Linked DNA regions of Gossypium hirsutum: region 2 is linked to region 1. The links are chromatin contacts, called in public Hi-C maps. All regions are on one chromosome and are shown on one strand. The core of a region is the stretch at or near the end of the contact, and the rest is flanking DNA. Distances in the headings are between cores, read along the strand shown.

What was found. A called contact is a pair of places that touch in the nucleus more often than the background predicts.
Region 2: a Hi-C map of leaf shows a contact between it and region 1, with 1.7 times the contacts expected there. The contact joins the promoter of LOC107914943 here to the enhancer-like site in region 1. A contact is called at or near these places in 4 of 34 Hi-C or Micro-C datasets (hypocotyl, leaf and petal).

What each region holds. Positions count from the first base shown.
Region 1 is chrD10:46,075,591-46,080,696 of Gossypium_hirsutum_v2.1, forward strand. No RefSeq gene overlaps it. Among protein-coding and RNA genes, the nearest start is that of LOC107914956, 13 kb to the left of the region's middle. Within about 2 kb of position 1,456, at least 8 of the 9 cell types and tissues checked have an H3K27ac peak or open chromatin away from gene starts, as enhancers often do. A contact at or near this core is called in hypocotyl and leaf, where this site is marked.
Region 2 is chrD10:46,116,212-46,121,659 of Gossypium_hirsutum_v2.1, forward strand. It overlaps LOC107914943, which reads left to right and starts at 4,049. Exons shown (of 3, transcript XR_001689101.2): 1 at 4,049-4,234; 2 at 4,453-4,582.

The sequences.
Region 1 (5,106 bases), core at 206-2,705:
AACACAACGATCAAAATAGTAGCACCTCTATAGCGATTAACGAACAAATATTGTCTTTTTCTATCACTGGAACGTTGGAAAAGAAGAATTTTGAGAGCAAAATAAATTCGGTGTGAGAGAATATCAGTGTTAAAAAAAATTCTTCAAAATTCATAGTCTTTTATAGGCATTTAGTATGGTGGAATTTAGGAAATTTCCACAAAATCTTCCATTAAAGGAGCCAACAAATCAATTTAATTAAAATTAAATCAAATTGATTGGAATCAAATAAAATAAGATAAATGTCCTTTTATAAACAGTTTTGTATGTCTGCTGAGGAAAAATGATTTTGTGTTGGGCTAAAAATATTCACAAGCTCATTTTGGGCCCGACCAGTCCGGACATTTTGCGTCGCTCACGTCGTGCAAGGGTGCCCAAACCCAAACAAGTTTGGACTTGCACCTCTTGCGCGTGAGACATGATTCCAAGCTTAGTCATTCAATCATCTTTTAAGAGGGTTCCCATACATATACACATCTCACACTTGGTATTTAACCAATGTGGGATCTAAGCTTTTACTTTTCCTCAACAAATATTTCCAAGTAGCTTACTTTGAGCATCAGTTTCTCATTCATCACTCAACCATTTTGAGCATATGATATACCGTTGTAAAAGTCTCATGGATTAGAATATGAAACCATAATTTTATAATTCAACTCTCCACCTTTACCTATTAAGAATATGCCTCAAAATTCCCATAAAATACAATTTTTCCAACAAAATATCTTAAACATGTTAAATATCTATAAACGATATTAAATATTTCTAAATAACTTTTTTACATAAAAATAGGCATGTTTTATAGTGTTGTGGTTTAATCAAGGTGATGCATTTCTAGTTTGTTTTTGAATTCTTCCTATGTTGTGTTTCATTGTCAGTTTGTTTTTCTCCTCTTTTGGAATTATTTTACGGACATGACATTTGCACATTAATTTGTAGTATCTTATTTATCGTTTGTACTACATGTCATATCTCAAATTATTTATGATGCCATAAAATGATGTCTTGGATATATTCTTTAACAATGTCATAGTCAATTTCTTCTTCATTTGTTATCTTACTTGATTTCTCAATGTATTCTAGTTCTAGATAAAAAAATTTTCTTTTAATTTTTTTTTGTTTTGGGTTAGCTTAAATAGAATATAAAAATTGTCTTTGACCAATGGTTTGATAATTATTATCTTGTACAAATGTAGTTTGATTTTTTTTTACAAGGAAAATGTAGCTTGTACAGAATTCTTATGTTTTTTTAATAAGTTTAGAGTTTAGAGTTTGAGAAAAACTTTTAAGACAGGACTTGCAAAAAATAAGGGAAAAGCTATTACTATAAATGGCCTACCAAAAACTTCACACACTGCCTGTTAATATAAATGGGCTTTCACTTGGGTCTAAGGAAAATCCATTTGATGATGGATCCAAAATGGATCCAAAATTGAGAGAAGCTAACTCAGTCCCAATGACGTTTCAAGCAGTCGGACATGGTTTAGACAAAAGAAGAAATTTGGATGTATGGATTTCAACAAACAGAGGGATTTCTTTGGGTGAAGGAGAAATGGGAAGGCTTCCAGAAATAGTTTTGAAAGGTGAAAGAGGGGAAATATTTGGACAGCGGCCAACGGATGAATTGGAAGTTTTAATAGATTTCTGGCCAGCTGGTTAACCCAGCCAGAATTTCTGGAAGTTGTTACAAAATCCTGGAGAGTTGAAAGTAATATTGTGGACAACGTGAGCAACTTTATCAATTTGGTTCAGGATTGGAACAAAACTATTTTTGGGAATATCTTTGCAAGGAAGAAAAAAGCTTTGGGGGAGTTAAAACGGGTTCAAGGTGCCTTGGAGAAGTATAATTCTACTCAACCAAGGGAAAAGGAGACAGAACTTCAGTGTGAAATAGAGTCTATTTTGAATCGGGAGGAGCTTTTTTGGGCCTAGAAATCCCGATGTGAGTGGCTTTCTAACGGTGATCGCAATACTCTCTTCTTTCACAATCGTACTTTAAAAAGGCGGAAAATGAATAGGATTGAAGCCTTGAAGATGGATGGGGTTGAATAGTGTTATGATGCGACATCTCTAAAAAATCATGCTGTGGATCATTTTTCGAATCTTTACATAGTTGACAATTATTCGACTGAGGAATTTCCTAGTAAGGGATATTTTCCGAAGATTAGCCAAGAATCTATGGAGAGTCTTAACAGCGACATTATTATGGAGGAAGTTCGTCAATCTGTTTTCAGTATGGCCCCTCATAAGGCACCTGGAATAGATGGGATACATACTAAATTTTACCAGTCTCACTGGGATATCGTAGGTAATAGCATCTTCAAGTTGGTTGATGGTGTTTTTTGTGAAGGTAGGTTGGATCCTAGCCTAAATCGAACACTTTTAGTTCTTGCCCTGAAAAAGAGTGGTGCGGATACAATGAGTCAATTTTGACCCATTAGTCTGTGTACTATCCCTGTACAAGATCATTACAAAAACAATTGTAATCTGCCTCCGGAGTCTTATGCAAATCTTGGTGAAATAAAATCAGTCAAGTTTTGTTCCTTCACGGGATATCTCGGATAATATCATAATTTCCCAAGAGGCAATTGACACAATGAGAAACACCAAAAGTAGGACGGTAGATCTCGAAAAGGCTTGTGATAGGGTTCGATGGGATTTTCTTTGTGATACCCTGTCTGACGTTGGATTACCGGAAAGGTTGATAAATATGATCATAGTGTGTGTGACTTCAGCTTCCATGCAACTTCTATGGAACGATTCTATCTCTAAGTCCTTCACTCCATTTAGAGGGCTACGGCAAGGAGATCCACTGTCCCCGTATCTTTAATTTTGTTCTAGGACATTTGATTGAGTCGGTCATAGAAAAGCAACTTTGGGAACCGTTAATGCTTTCTCGTCGTGGGCCAGGATTATCCCACATGTTCTTCGGTGATGATTTGGTTTTATTTTGCAATCAGAGTGTCTTAAATAGATTCTTGTATTAATTATCAGAAAACAAAATTATTTTTTTCGAATAATGTATTGGATGAAGCTGCTGAAAGCATTCGAATCAAACTCGGGTTTACCATGGTCACGGATCTAGGGGGTTAATAATTTCCAGTTTATATTGGATTAAGTTCAGAATCGTCTCTCCGGTCGGGACATGCGTAGCCTTTCCTTGGTTGGTCGGCTTACGTTGGTGAAATCCGTCTTAATGACGAGTCCTAATTATTTTATGACAACGGCCAGAATCCCAACCACAATTGGTAAGGAAATAGAAAAAATAGCTCGTGGTTTCCTGTGGGGGGCTTCTTCCTCAGGACACAAACCATCTTTGGTCAATTGGAAGGACTGTTGTAAGCCACTTGTAAATGGGGGTCTTGGTATACGTCGGTTGCAAGATCAGAGCGAACCGTTTCTCTTAAAACTTGGATTTAATTTGATTACAAGTGCAGACACATTTTGGGTTAGAGTTTTACGTAACAAATATCGTATTCATGGGCTGATTCCGGATCATATTCTTTATCTCATGTTTGGGATAAGGCTAAAAAAGGCCTCGTCTGGACGGTACGGTATGAACAAATGATTAATTTTTGGAATGATGTTTGGTTGAAAGATGTGGGGCTTTTAAAGTACCTTTATACTGGGCAAGGGAATTTGGATGAGTCCACTCGTGTATGTGATGTTGTTAGATCGGAAAGCATATGGAACTTGCAATGGCTAGATTCGGTTCTTCCTCGACATGCGATAAATGGTATTTTGGCGTGTAAAGGACCTTCGCGGGCTAGCAGGGCCCCATTTTATTTCTTGGCGATGGGTGACAACTGGGAAATTTTCAGTTGCAGAATCGTATAAAAACATATTTGGTTTTGATAGATCAGGTCAAAGTGGTAATGAGAAGCTGATTTGGAATACTGCTACTCCACAAAGGGTAAGAATGTTTCTATGGTTGTTTATTCGTGGCAGACTATTGACAAATGAAGAACGTGTAAGGCGAGGCATGACCCATTCACCTTATTGTGAACTGTGTGGAAATGTAGTCGAGTCTACAATCCACGTGATAAGGGATTGTGGATTTACGAAGAATATTTGGAAATAACAAAGATATTATCTCTTGGGCTAGTGCATGGACAAAATCCTTTAATCTTGAAGGGGATTTAGAGAAGTGGTCCTGTTCGACTATGACGGAAAAACATTGGTAGCTTCCTGCTTGTGGATGGGTCAAGGTTAATGTGAATGGGTCGGTTTCCCATTGTAGTTTAAAGGCGTCAGTAGGTGGAGCGAGTAGGGGTCCTAATGGGGGTTGGTTAATTGGCTTCACGATGACTACTGGCATGGCAAATACTTTTCAGATTGAGGCTCGAGCTGTTCTTGAAGGTATTCAACTAGCTTGGGAGAAAGGCTTCAGGCAAGTGAAGGTTGAAAGTGATAATGTGATGCTGATAAAATCCTTGCAGGATGGTTTGGCAGTAGTAAGCACTGTGAGGAAATAAGAATGATTCATAGATATTGCTCTAAAAAATGGCAGCTAAAGTTCAGGCATATTCATAGAAGTAATATCAAAGTTGCAGACTGTCTTGCAAAAGAAGCTGAAGGCGATTTGGATCGACATTTGGTTTTAGAGGAACCGTCGTTTTCTGTTCAGGAATTTCTAGAGGAAATCAGTCTTTGTCTGCTGGTAGTGACTCGAAATACGTAATATATTGTCTCCTTAAGTTTGTCCTAAATTTTTATTTTACCAAAAAAAAAACTATTAACCTTTAGTTTCATAGAAGTATTAATATTGCTATATGTTTTTAGTAATTATTGGTTTTGAAAATCAACTCAATAATTATTATACTACTTAAGAAGCTTATTTAATATAATATTAAAATAGTTGTGTTGTCGATTGAATCTTAGTTCTTGTGTCACGGACTTAGAGTTTTTCCACGCGATCCGTGCGGCCTTAGGCAGTTCTTTGCTCAAACGCCTAAGTCAGCCTAACTCACAACAAATTATGGATTCAACAGAATTTTCTTTAAGACAATCACGAAGAACAGCATAAGAACGAAGTAAGAACGGACTTTGAAAGATGAACAAAAGCAA
Region 2 (5,448 bases), core at 2,799-5,298, 43 kb after region 1:
TTCTTTAAGATTTCCATTTAATCTACCGTTCCCAAATTGTGTTCACCATCGTTGATGTTGTGTTTATTTGCCTTATAATATTTTTTATTCAGTCATTATTTGATTTTCTTCTATATTTTATAATATTTAGTAAATACTCTATTTAAAATTCACATATGACAATTAAAAATAAAATTAGAAATCATGCACAATATAATCAAATTAACTAAATTATACATATTTTTCAAATTAAAAATTGAAATAGCATCAAAATTGAAAATAAGGATTAAAAATTTAAATCTCCTAAAATATAATAATTTACTATCCCAATTAAAACCCAAAAGTTAGAAGTAAAGTTATCTTAAATTTTAAAACGAAAAAAAAAACCTAAAATAATTAATAGAAAATGACTTATATCTTTATTTCCTATCGAATTTTCTATTCCATTTTAGTTCACAATGTAATTTATAGTTTTATTACATTTGATAATAAATTGTTTGCTTTATTTTTTTTTTTAGAAAATAAAGCATAAGCAATTAACTAAAATTATCAAGCTTCAACATATTTTGCTTCTGAATGTTACACATGTTGGATCCTCTTTTTATATATTTCTCATATTTTATGGCGAGTCATTAATAATAACCAACTAATTCATCTTACCTCATGCTTCCTTATCTAATATGGACATCACATATATGATAAGGATAATTACATGTTATTATTTACTATCATGATAGGTTAGCCCAAATTAAAAGTGATCTAATTTCGTTAAAGTTTTATTGAGCTTTAATTATTAAATAAAGTATGGATCAAGTTCTAATCAAATTTTAATTAATGATGAGCTAATTAGGAATTAGGGCTAACATCCCAAAGTTATAAATATTAGGGTTATGGTCTCCAAATTACTACATATAAGATATCTTTTCTAATATCTCATCCTTAAGAAAGAGAGAGCAAATATTCTCTGAATTTCTTGTGTGTTAATTTGGAAGATCAAATTCCTAAGATCCGGAAAAAAAATTTCAAGGAATTCATGGATTGAGGTACGCTTCCGCATCTAGTTTTATTCTTGTTTTGTTCTTGATGATTTGACATATAGATCCAGATTTATAATTTCTTAAGTTTTATATAATATATTAATTTATGATTCAAACAAACGACATCCGGGCCTCGTCATATTGAATCATTGGGAATTGATTAAGGTTTTTCATTTGAATGATTGATTCATGAAATTTCATGAGTTTTATATTTCAGATATATATACCGACCTTTGAATGTTTATATTAAAATATTTTTTTTAGATCTTGATTATCTTGAATTCATATTAAAATATTAGAGTTTTATCTTAATTTTTAATTTGGGCGATTTTCGAATTGATGAATTTAATTATAAAATTTAAAATACTTATATAATATTACTTTAGCGAATGATGATATTAAATTCAAGATTTTTATTGCTTGGCTGTGTTTCAATTTCTATTAAAATAAAAACCTACACGACATTTAGTTAATTAAAAAATAAAAGAAAGTTCACAGCATAGAAATTGATGTTTCGTTTATATATAAATATATAATATATGCATGTTATGATTGATTCAATATTGTATGAGATGCATACTTAATTCATATATATATTTTGATTATATACATATATAATATATGCATGTTGTTTTGGAAAAGTATATAAATACATATATATATACACAATTATCTTTTAATTTGATTGAAATATAAGATTAAGGTAAATATTTTGAGATAAATAAATTTAAATTTTGACTTTTAATTAAGGAGGTCTAATATTTTAAATAGATTAGTTGAAACAAAATGCCGCCAAAGTGATCTCTTTTATGTAGATTAGTTTATTTGAAATATTAAGATGATTATATGTTTTTATGATTCATGCGTTTATTGATTGACCCAAAGGTAAGTTAATATTTGGCAGAATTTCAACGCCATCTGTGGTGATAAATGTGTGATAATTATAAGGTATTTTATGTGAGCAATAAGTTAGTCCAAAGATTAATTAATTGTTTGACATAATTTATTGTCAATGATTGATTGCTACAAGAAGAGTATTGCTTACTGTTAATATTACTGTCTAAAGACTTGATATTAATGTTGTGTTTGGTATCTTTAGATGAGATTAGCCATTATCTTGAATTTATTGTTTATTTATGAATATTGGTTTGAGCTTGTTTTTTATTTGTTCTATATTCAGCTAGTTCATCTTATACTGCCACAATATCTACTAATATAAATGCTATACCCATACTTAATGGGACTAATTTTAAGAAATGGAAAAGGCACCTACTTACAGTGCTTGGCTGTATGGACATAGACCTTGCACTAAGGGAAGAACAACCTGCACCTCTCACTACGGAAAGCACCCCTGATAATAAGAGGGATTTTGAGAGGTGGGATAATTCAAATTGCATGAGTCTAATGATCATGAAACACAGCATTCCAGAAGCCTTTAGGGGCACAAAATCTGAAGAGATTACTTAGGCCAAAAGTTTCCTTGATGAAATTGAGAAACGTTTTGCTAAAAACGATAAGGTTGAGATGACATCACTTTTGACTTCTTTGATGTCTATGAAGTATAAAGGTCAAGGAAATGTAAGGGAGTACATTATGGAGATGTTTCATACTACTTCAAGACTTAAGGCACTTAAAATCGAGCTTTCTGAGGAATTGCTTGTTCTTATGGTTTTGGTATCGCTTCTTGCGCAATTTAATCAATTTAAAATTAGTTACAACTGTCAAAAGAAGAAATGGACTCTAAACGAGCTCATTTATAATTGTGTGTAAGAGGAAGAAAGGTTGAAGCGTGATAAATCTAAAAGTGCCCATTTGGCCAATGCCCCTAAAGAAAAGGGAAAGAAAAGAAAATATCATAATGAAGCTGCTAAGGGTCCAGCTCAAAAGAAACGACAACAAGCTATAGAGAGTTGTTTCTTTTGTAACAAGTCTGGACACGTGAAGAAAGATTGTACCAAATATCATGCCTGGCGTGCAAAGAAAGGTATAATTCTTAATTTGGTCTGTTTTGAGGTTAATTTAGCTTTACATAAGTGTTGCTATGCAGGGTTACTTGAGTTACTGAAAGCCAAGTGATGGTGAAAGACACATCTTCGTGGGCGATGGAAAATCGGTTGAAGTGGAAGTGATTGGCCATTTTAGGTTGTTATTAGGAACTAGTTTTTATTTGGATTTAAAAGACACTTTTATTGTACCGTCATTTAGACGGAATTTAGTTTATGTTTCTTCGTTGGACAAATTTGTATATTATTGTTCATTCGAAAACAATCAATTTAGTTTGTCTTTAGATTTGAATGTTGTTGGAACTGGTTATTTAAATACTTATAACAACCTTTATTTGCTAGAAACAATTTCATCATAAAATGAAACCTTGCATGTAAAATCACGTGGTATTAAACATAAATTAAAAAAGGAAAATTCAACATCATTATGGCATAAGCGCTTAGGTCATATCTCAAAAGTTAGAGTTGAACGCCTTGTGTCTGATGGTATTTTAGAGTCCCTTGACTTCACAAATTTTGATGTTTGTGTCAATTGCATTAAGGGAAAACAAACCAAAACCAAGAGATTGGGTGCCAACAGATCTTCGGACGTCTTAGATTTAATTCATACAGATATTTTTAAGCTATTCCCTACGGCATCCTAGAATGGTCAACAATATTTCATAACATTCATAGATGATTACTCACATTAAGGGTACCTATATCTAATTAATGAGAAATCTCAATCTCTAGACGTGTTCAAAGCTTATAAAGCTGAAGTTGAGAATCAACTTAACAAAAGGATTAAAAACGTCAGATCTGATCATGGTGGTGAGTACTACGGTAGATATGATGGCTTAGGTGAACAATGTTCAGGACCATTTGCGAAATTCCTAAAGGAATGCAGTATTGTCCCACAATACACCATGCCATGATCACCGAGTATGAATGGTGTAGCTGAAATACGAAACAGGACTTTTACAACATGTTTGGTTGGCATGAATAGCCATTCCATTCCTTGCCTATTCAATTACCCACCACCAAACGTTAGTTTGGTTGGCTGTAATATCATTACAGCCTGATTCCATTCAGGCCCTATTACACCCATCGACTATAATAGCCGTTCATTCCCTTCAACGCTGAGTAGGGATTTCATCCACTGTTTCTTTCCTATTTTTCATTTTCTGCCCTCAACTTCATCTTCTCCTACATTTCTTTCTTTTCCAAATTGCAGAGGTAATTTTTTTTTTTCCTTTTTTATGATTTTTCCTTCTTACGTTTGGGTAGTTAGAAACTTTTCTGCCCTCAGCTTTATCTTCTCCTACATTTCTTTTCTTCATTTTATCAGGAACTAAAATGAAACATAAAAGAAACTTTATGATATTTCCTTCTTATGTTCTTCCCCTTTTCCTGTTAATAGAAACATAAAAGAGAAAGGTATTTTTTTCCAACAGATTGAATGCAAAGGAACCGATGGGAGAAGAAAACAAGAAGATTATGAAAGAAGAGGTAATTGCAAAGCTCAAGGACGATGGTGACTTCGACAAGCTCCGTCTCAAAATCGTCCGCAAGCTTAAGGACAACGTATGTTCTTTCTTCTTCTTTTTTTAATCACCAATATTATCTACTTTTTTTAGCTTTTATATATTTTTTCTAGGATTAAGGTAAAAGTTTTAGAATGCTGAACTTTAGGGTAACCTGGAAATCATGGATGCTTGTTGTCTGTGATTGTTTGCTTGAATGAGTTTTGTCTTGATTTTGAGTTTTGGGTATTTTCATGGAATTTAATTTGATTATTATATCTGGGTAAAATTTATTAATTTCAAATTCAAGGCCATGTTTGATTAAGCTGCTTTGCTGCTATAGATTGTTGACAAATGTGATTATTGTATATCGATTATCAGCCTATGCTTTTCGAAAACAAGCCAAATAGCTTGATTCAACTTGTTTAGATAAAAGCAGTTGTTCAGCTCGAGCTATGTATTTTATACTTGCTTTCTTTCCTAATGGATTCAAAGAATGACTCTGTCAACTCAAGAACACGCCGAATGCAACCTTCGTATATTTATTACTTTAAATGAATATAAAGTAAATAGCGGCATTCTTACAGTGTCCCTTTATAATATGTTCTGAATAAAGTAATAAATTTACCTTAGAATTACGCAACAACATCATTTTAGCTGTGAAGCAGTCGGCAGCACTTAACTGTCTTGGCTCTGAAAACATGAAAGTAAGGGAACTATCAGATGCCATACATGATGAGGTTGGGTAAGTGGACCTTGTTGTCAAAGTTATTTAGGACTTTAAACTTAAGAACTTCATTTATATGTGTATATATGCATATAAGAGTGAAAATTAAGAATACATACTGGATTTCTTAGTTGAAATAATGCGTGTTCCCGAATAAAATTCTTGCATATTTCTTTATGGTGTGTTTTATTTATGCGAAA